Linked DNA regions of Mus musculus: region 1 is linked to region 2. The links are chromatin contacts, called in public Hi-C maps. All regions are on one chromosome and are shown on one strand. Each heading gives the region's core, a stretch centred on a gene start, on an enhancer-like site or on the middle of the called end of the contact. The rest is flanking DNA. Distances are from core to core; before and after follow the strand shown.

Evidence for each region. Hi-C and Micro-C count contacts between places; a contact is called where the count stands out from the background.
Region 1: a contact with region 2 is called in a Hi-C map of bone marrow-derived macrophages, with 36 read pairs. The contact joins the promoter of Cd300ld3 here to the promoter of Cd300a in region 2. A contact is called at or near these places in 1 of 39 promoter capture datasets (macrophages), 2 of 484 Hi-C or Micro-C datasets (bone marrow-derived macrophages and nephron progenitors), 3 of 115 datasets of contacts at active chromatin or transcription factors (the HPC-7 cell line, bone marrow-derived macrophages and microglia) and 3 of 9 other capture datasets (adipose tissue, embryonic stem cells and liver).

Annotation. Positions count from the first base shown.
Region 1 is chr11:115,046,636-115,049,586 of GRCm38.p6, forward strand. Cd300ld3 (CD300 molecule like family member D3) reads right to left here and starts at 1,695. Exons shown (of 4, transcript NM_199201.2): 1 at 1,621-1,695. The coding sequence starts at 1,660.
Region 2 is chr11:114,888,525-114,891,527 of GRCm38.p6, forward strand. Cd300a (CD300A molecule) reads left to right here and starts at 1,517. Exons shown (of 7, transcript NM_170758.4): 1 at 1,517-1,910. The coding sequence starts at 1,841.

The sequences.
Region 1 (2,951 bases), core at 445-2,944, 160 kb after region 2:
CTAGGCAAGTCTGGGGGACATTTTCTTGACATAGGAAGGTCCAGTCCTCTGTGGGTGGTAACACAATATAAGAGAACATGCTGAATAAGCCATGAGCAGTAAGCCAGCAAGCAACACTCTCCCATGCTCTCAGCTTCAGTTCCTAACTCCAGGTTTCTGCCCTGCTTGGGCTCCCTCTCTGGCTTCCCTCCATGATGGAGTGTGATCTGGATCTTTAAGCCAAATAAGCCTTTTACTCTCCAAGGTTTTTTTTTGTTGGTCGATGTCTTTATCACAGTAACAGAAAGCAAACACGCAGCCTAGAGACATGAAGCGAGTATGTGGAAGAGACATCTCCCCTTGTGTTTACTATGGCAGTGTTCACAGTAGCCATGGCACAGAGTCACGTAGATACAAGTGAACAGATAGCAGATCGTGGTGCATGAATGTAATGGAGAATCATCGTGAAGGGATTGAGTTCTGCCATTTGCAGCCCACGGGAGAGACTTGAGGAACTGAAATAAATCAGATACAGGAAGATGCTGCCACACATTCCTATTGATGTGTGAAAGCTAAAAAGTTACTCTCTGTGGCTAGGGAGCCAGGGAGACAGACCTGTCTGGAAAGCGTTTCTGTGTAATCTGAGTTTGGATCCCCAGAACAGGTGGAAGAAAAGCCAGGTGAGGTGGGGGTGCCTGTAACCCCAATGACAGGGGGATCCTGGAGGTCACAGGCCAGATGGGCTGAATCTGTGAGCTCAGGAGCAGCGGGAGACCATGTCTGAACAAACAAGGTGGAGAGTGATAGAGAAAACGACCCAATGTCAATCTCCACATGTATGTGTGCACCTGAGAGCACGTGCACGTGTGTGCACACACACGGAGAGACATACACACAACCCTTTAGACATACATACACCACAGAGGCACTTTTTCTTCTCAAAAGAACAAAAGTAAACCTCAAAGGAGTAGAAAACAAGAGAGGTTATCAGGCTGGGAAGGGTATTAGGGAAGACAGGAGAGTGCTTGTAGCATAGAGGAGAGCTGTTGGGACACAGGGGTGTCTGTCATTTGATGGGAATGACAACTTTTAGTGTTGTATGAGAAGGATGAAAAACATGTCTGACAACTGACTATTTCAAAACACCCCATGGAGATTAAAGGCATTAAAGGCAATCACCACCACGTCCAGCCCCTGTAAGTATTCATTACTGTGTCAACTAAAGCTCACAATGGAATGGGAGATGGAGCTGCATGCTAGAAATCCCAGCACTCAGAGGGTGGAGTCCGGAGGATCACAAGTTCAGGGGCATCCTAGGCTGCATGTGCCAAACATGAAACCCAAAATACATTTTGTAAGAATTAGTTCATCCACTCACTCATCAGCTTTCATGGAGCAGCTAGGGTTGAGAAACACATTGGAAGGTTTGTTTTTGGCTTTTATTTGTTTTATTTTTAAATTGATTTTGGTTTTGGTTTTTCTGCAATACCCACAGAATCCATCAGATGTCAAAAAACCTTGCCTTTTATTTTGGGGGTAAGCAGCTGGTGAATGGATCAGCCAGGTTTCCCTAAGCCAGAGCAGACGGTCTCTGTTGCCCTCACCACTGACATGGAAGTGTCTAAAGCCCCTGCTACTTACCTGGGAGGAAAAGGAAGAGCAGAGCTGGGAACTGCCACATGGTCTTGTCTCCTCTCCTGTCCTTGGTGGCAACAGAGGACAGCACCCTGTGAGGACTTGCAACTCAGCTTGAGTTTCTTTTAGGTCTCTCTCATTCACTTCTCTCAGTAACTTCCTTGACAAAACTTCTCAATTTTGCATACAGGAAGAAAGATGATGCCAATCTTTGAGATGACCAAGTCAGGACATGTGAGGGACAGCTGGGTAAACAGGGAACTTCCTCTACTGAAAAATGCAAAGTGAGACATAAACTTGAAAGACAGATGGGAATCACGAGGAGAGATGCAGACACACAGATCGGCAGAGACAGACACAAAGGATGGGATACAGCAAACCCCTTACCTGGGAGGTAACTGAGCTGCAGGGGATCCTAGCAGAGGAGAGCAACCAAAGGCAGGTTGGCTGCAGTAACAAGGGAGCACAAGGCAGCACAGGCTAAGCCCATGGCAGTAGCCTAGGCTAAGCCCTGGTTGGCAGAGGGCATTGCTGAAGGCTCAGCCTGGGGCAGCAGGGATTTATCTAGATATGGGCCTCAGAGCAGGCCAGGGGCATCTACCACAATGGCTACTAGGGCCTCAGGCATTGGCTGAGAGAAAGAGAGAGAGAGTGTGGGCTTGAGGAGACGTCTCATGGAGCCCAAGCTGGCCTTGAACTTCTCATTTTCCTTTTTCCAACATCAAAGTCCTGGGGCTACAGGCATTCCCCAGCATGCTCGGTTTTATGAGGGGCTGAAGACTCAAATTGTGGTTTCAAGAGTGCTGGGCAAGCACTGTACCCACTGACCTGAATCCACAAACCCTGCTTCTGTTTCTATAAGACAGAGTTTTGCTGTAGAACATAAGCTTGCAAGTGTAGAAAAATATAGGTATGCTGTATCTTTGGTATCAAAATTTCATGGGAAGAAATTTATAAATGCACACACACACATACACACACATGCATACATAAGTGCACACGTGCACACACACACGGAATGCTTATGATCTCTAATCTTCATTGTCAACTTGACTGGACCTGAAGTCACCCAGGAGACTCACCTGTAGATATGACTTTGAGGGTGTGCACAGAGAAGTTTGAATTAGGAGGTACAACCAACCACATATATAAGCTCTAGGATGAGGTCTGTAAGATGCTTATTGAAGAAAAAAAAAAAAAAAAAAATCAAGAACCACACTGCCATCTACTGGCTGAAGCCATCCCAGAACACCCGGACTTTGGGGAAGGACATTTTAAAGACTTTACAGCCAGAACATAAAGGGCCATAGAGAAGGGTCTTAGCCTATCTCATTGAT
Region 2 (3,003 bases), core at 267-2,766:
CTCCTTTCCTTTCCTTTTTTTTTTTTTTTTTGATATAGGGTCACATTATGTAGCTCTGGTTATCTGGAAATCCACTAAGTAGAGCAGGCTGGCTTCACAGAAATCCTCCTGCCTCTGCCTCCCAAGTGCTGGAATTAAAGGCATGTACCACCATGTACAGTTTAATGTTTGTTTGTTTGTTTTTAAAGATTTATTGATTTTATTTATTTGAGTACACAGTCACTGTCTTCAGACACACTAGAAGAGGGCATCGGATCCCATTACACATGGTTGTGAGCCACCATGTGGTTGCTGGGATTTGAACTCAGGACGTCTGGAAGAGCAGTCAGTGCTCCTAACCTCTGAGCCATCTCTCCAGCCCTGTTAGTTTGTTTTTAATTTTAGAAGTACTGTGGTGGCTTGAATGAGAATGACTCCCATAGGATCATCGTTATGAATACTTGGTCACCAGGGCGTGGCATTCTTTGAAAGGATCAGGAGGTGTGGCCTTCTTGAAGGAAATTTTCTCTGGGGGAGTGGGCTTTGAGTCCCAGTCAGTGTCTCTCTTCCTGCTGCCTGCTGATCTGGATGTAGAACTCATAGCTCGTTCTCCGGCACCATGTCTGCCTCCAGGCCACCATGCTTCCTGTGGTGATGACAATGGACTAGACCTGTGACACTGTAAGTCAGCCCCACTTAAATGCTTTTTATAGATAACACTTGCTGTGGTCATGGTGTCTCTTCACAGCAAAGAAACACTGACCAAGCCAAGTATCTAGAACACAAAGTTCCATACTGATCTTTAGTTGACATATGATGCTATTACTATCAAAGAGTGGTGTGTTTTCTTGTTGTTGAAACAGTCTCTCCAGACTTGTGGGTTCCAGCAATGCTCCTGACTCAGTCTCCAGAATAGTTGTATAATAGGGGTATGTCCCCGTACCTGGCCATCAGAGAAATTTCTTCAGGATCCTGAAGCGTTGTCTTCCACCCGTCTAGCAGTGTAACTAGCAGGTATCTTCGAGGGCACATTTGTAGCAAGAGGAGGAAAGCGTGAGATGCTGAGGAGGATCTGGAAGGGAGGGCGCTCTCGGGACCTCATCATTGGCATAGGGCTGCCTGCGGCTTTAATAACTACTATTATTATATGATTAATATAGTATAATAGCTAGCTATTGGGTGACCTGTTTTACAATAAGGTCAGAGTTTCCTGGGCTTTCGTGCCATTCTGTACGAGCTGGAAGGGTTCACAGGACCCCTGTGTACATGTTTGGTGTCTCCGTGGACCAGAGAAAGAGGGAGATCTGCAAGTTGTCTGGGTCCTTGCTCAAGTTCAATGGGGCTACACAAGAAAGAAGGTCGCAGCCTGGAGAGCCCCTGGTCAAATGGAAGACACATTTTCCAACACCAGAAACCCTTCAGGAATTTTTGGGGGTCCAGGCCTAGAGCTCCCAGGAAGGCTTCATAGTGGGCACCACCCAGGCAGGGCTAGCAGGTCTTCCTCTCCACAAGGCTGCCATTCTTCCCACAAGGAAAGGAGGAGTGACTGGGTGCCAGTCAGAATGAAACCTGGCCCTGCACCCTGAGCCAGACGCAAGCAGGGGTCATCAGGCTGTCATGGCAGCCTGGCAGTCATGAGATCAGAGCCTCACGGGGGGTTCATCAGCTCGCCTCGGCTCCTTCCGATTCTTTTAGTTTCTCCCGTAGCTCCAGGAACAGAACTGAGGAAAGTCGGAAGCAAAACAGCTAGACACAAAGAAAAGCAGAAGTGGGCGTCTCAGAGACTGGCCGTCCCCCAGCGGGACTGAACCGTGGAGCGTCCAGCCGTGGCCTGCCTGCCGGTGACCCGTGTGTGGGAGAAATGACCCAACTGGCCTCAGCTGTGTGGCTGCCCACACTGTTGCTGCTGCTGCTGCTTTTTTGGCTTCCAGGTGAGGTAGTGTCTGCCCGGGAGGGCGGGGGGCTTCGGGGAGATGCAGTGTGAGGCACTGGAATGGGGATCTCTCTGTGCACAACACCAAATGTGGCAGCTGAGTCCTTCATGTAAGGTGGATGACCAAAGAAAGGGCCGTGCTTGGGGGGAAGGGACCGGGATCTCCCTCTGCACACAGCTGTCAGAACAAGAGACAAGTCAACACACGGTGGGGGCTGGTGGCTGTCCAGGACGGGTGCCCAGAGGATTTTTGGATGGTTTAGAATAGAAAACAGGAGGTCAGGGCAGGTGGTACCAGTATGAGTGGACAGTGGTTGTGTTGAGAGGCCCTGACAGGCACGTGCTGGTGTGGATGTGTGTGAAAAAATTTAATCTGTCTATCTTTCTTTCCTTCTCTTCCTTCCTTCCATCTTTCCCTCTTTCTTTCTTTTCTTCTTGGGTCCCCCCCCCCCTTTTTGGGTTTTCAAGGCAGGGTTTCTCTGTGTAGCCTTGTTTGTTCTTTCTTTCTCTCTCTCTCTTTCTTTCTTTCTTTCTTTCTTTCTTCCTCCCTTCCTTTCTTTCTTTCTTTCTTTTTTGTAAGGTTTTTTTTTTTTCATTTTCTTTTTGGGATAAGTCTCACTGATTAGCCTTGGATCTCACTCTGTGGACTAGGGTGGCTATGAACTCACAGAGACTGCCTTTCTCGGCCTCCAAAATGCTGGGATTAAAGGTGTGCACCACCACACCCCACAGACTTCTTTTTTGGTTCTTTACTCTTCGAAAATTTCATGTATGTGAACAATGTAGTCTGACCATATCTGACCTCCCCAAGTCTGATTCCCCAAGTCTGTTCAACACATCTCCCTCCAACTTAGTATTATTTATATATTTTTTAAAAAAACCATTGAATGATTAGCACTGGCTCTATGCACGTGGGTATGGGGTCATCCACTGGGGCAGAGGCAACCTGCCAATAGCCACACCCCTAAAGGAAAAAATTTCTAATCCCAGTACTCTGGAGGCAAAGGCGGGCAGATCTCTGTAAGTTTAAGACCAGCCTATTCTACATAGTAAGTTTCAGGCCAGGCAGGGTTACATAGAAAAAAAATCTT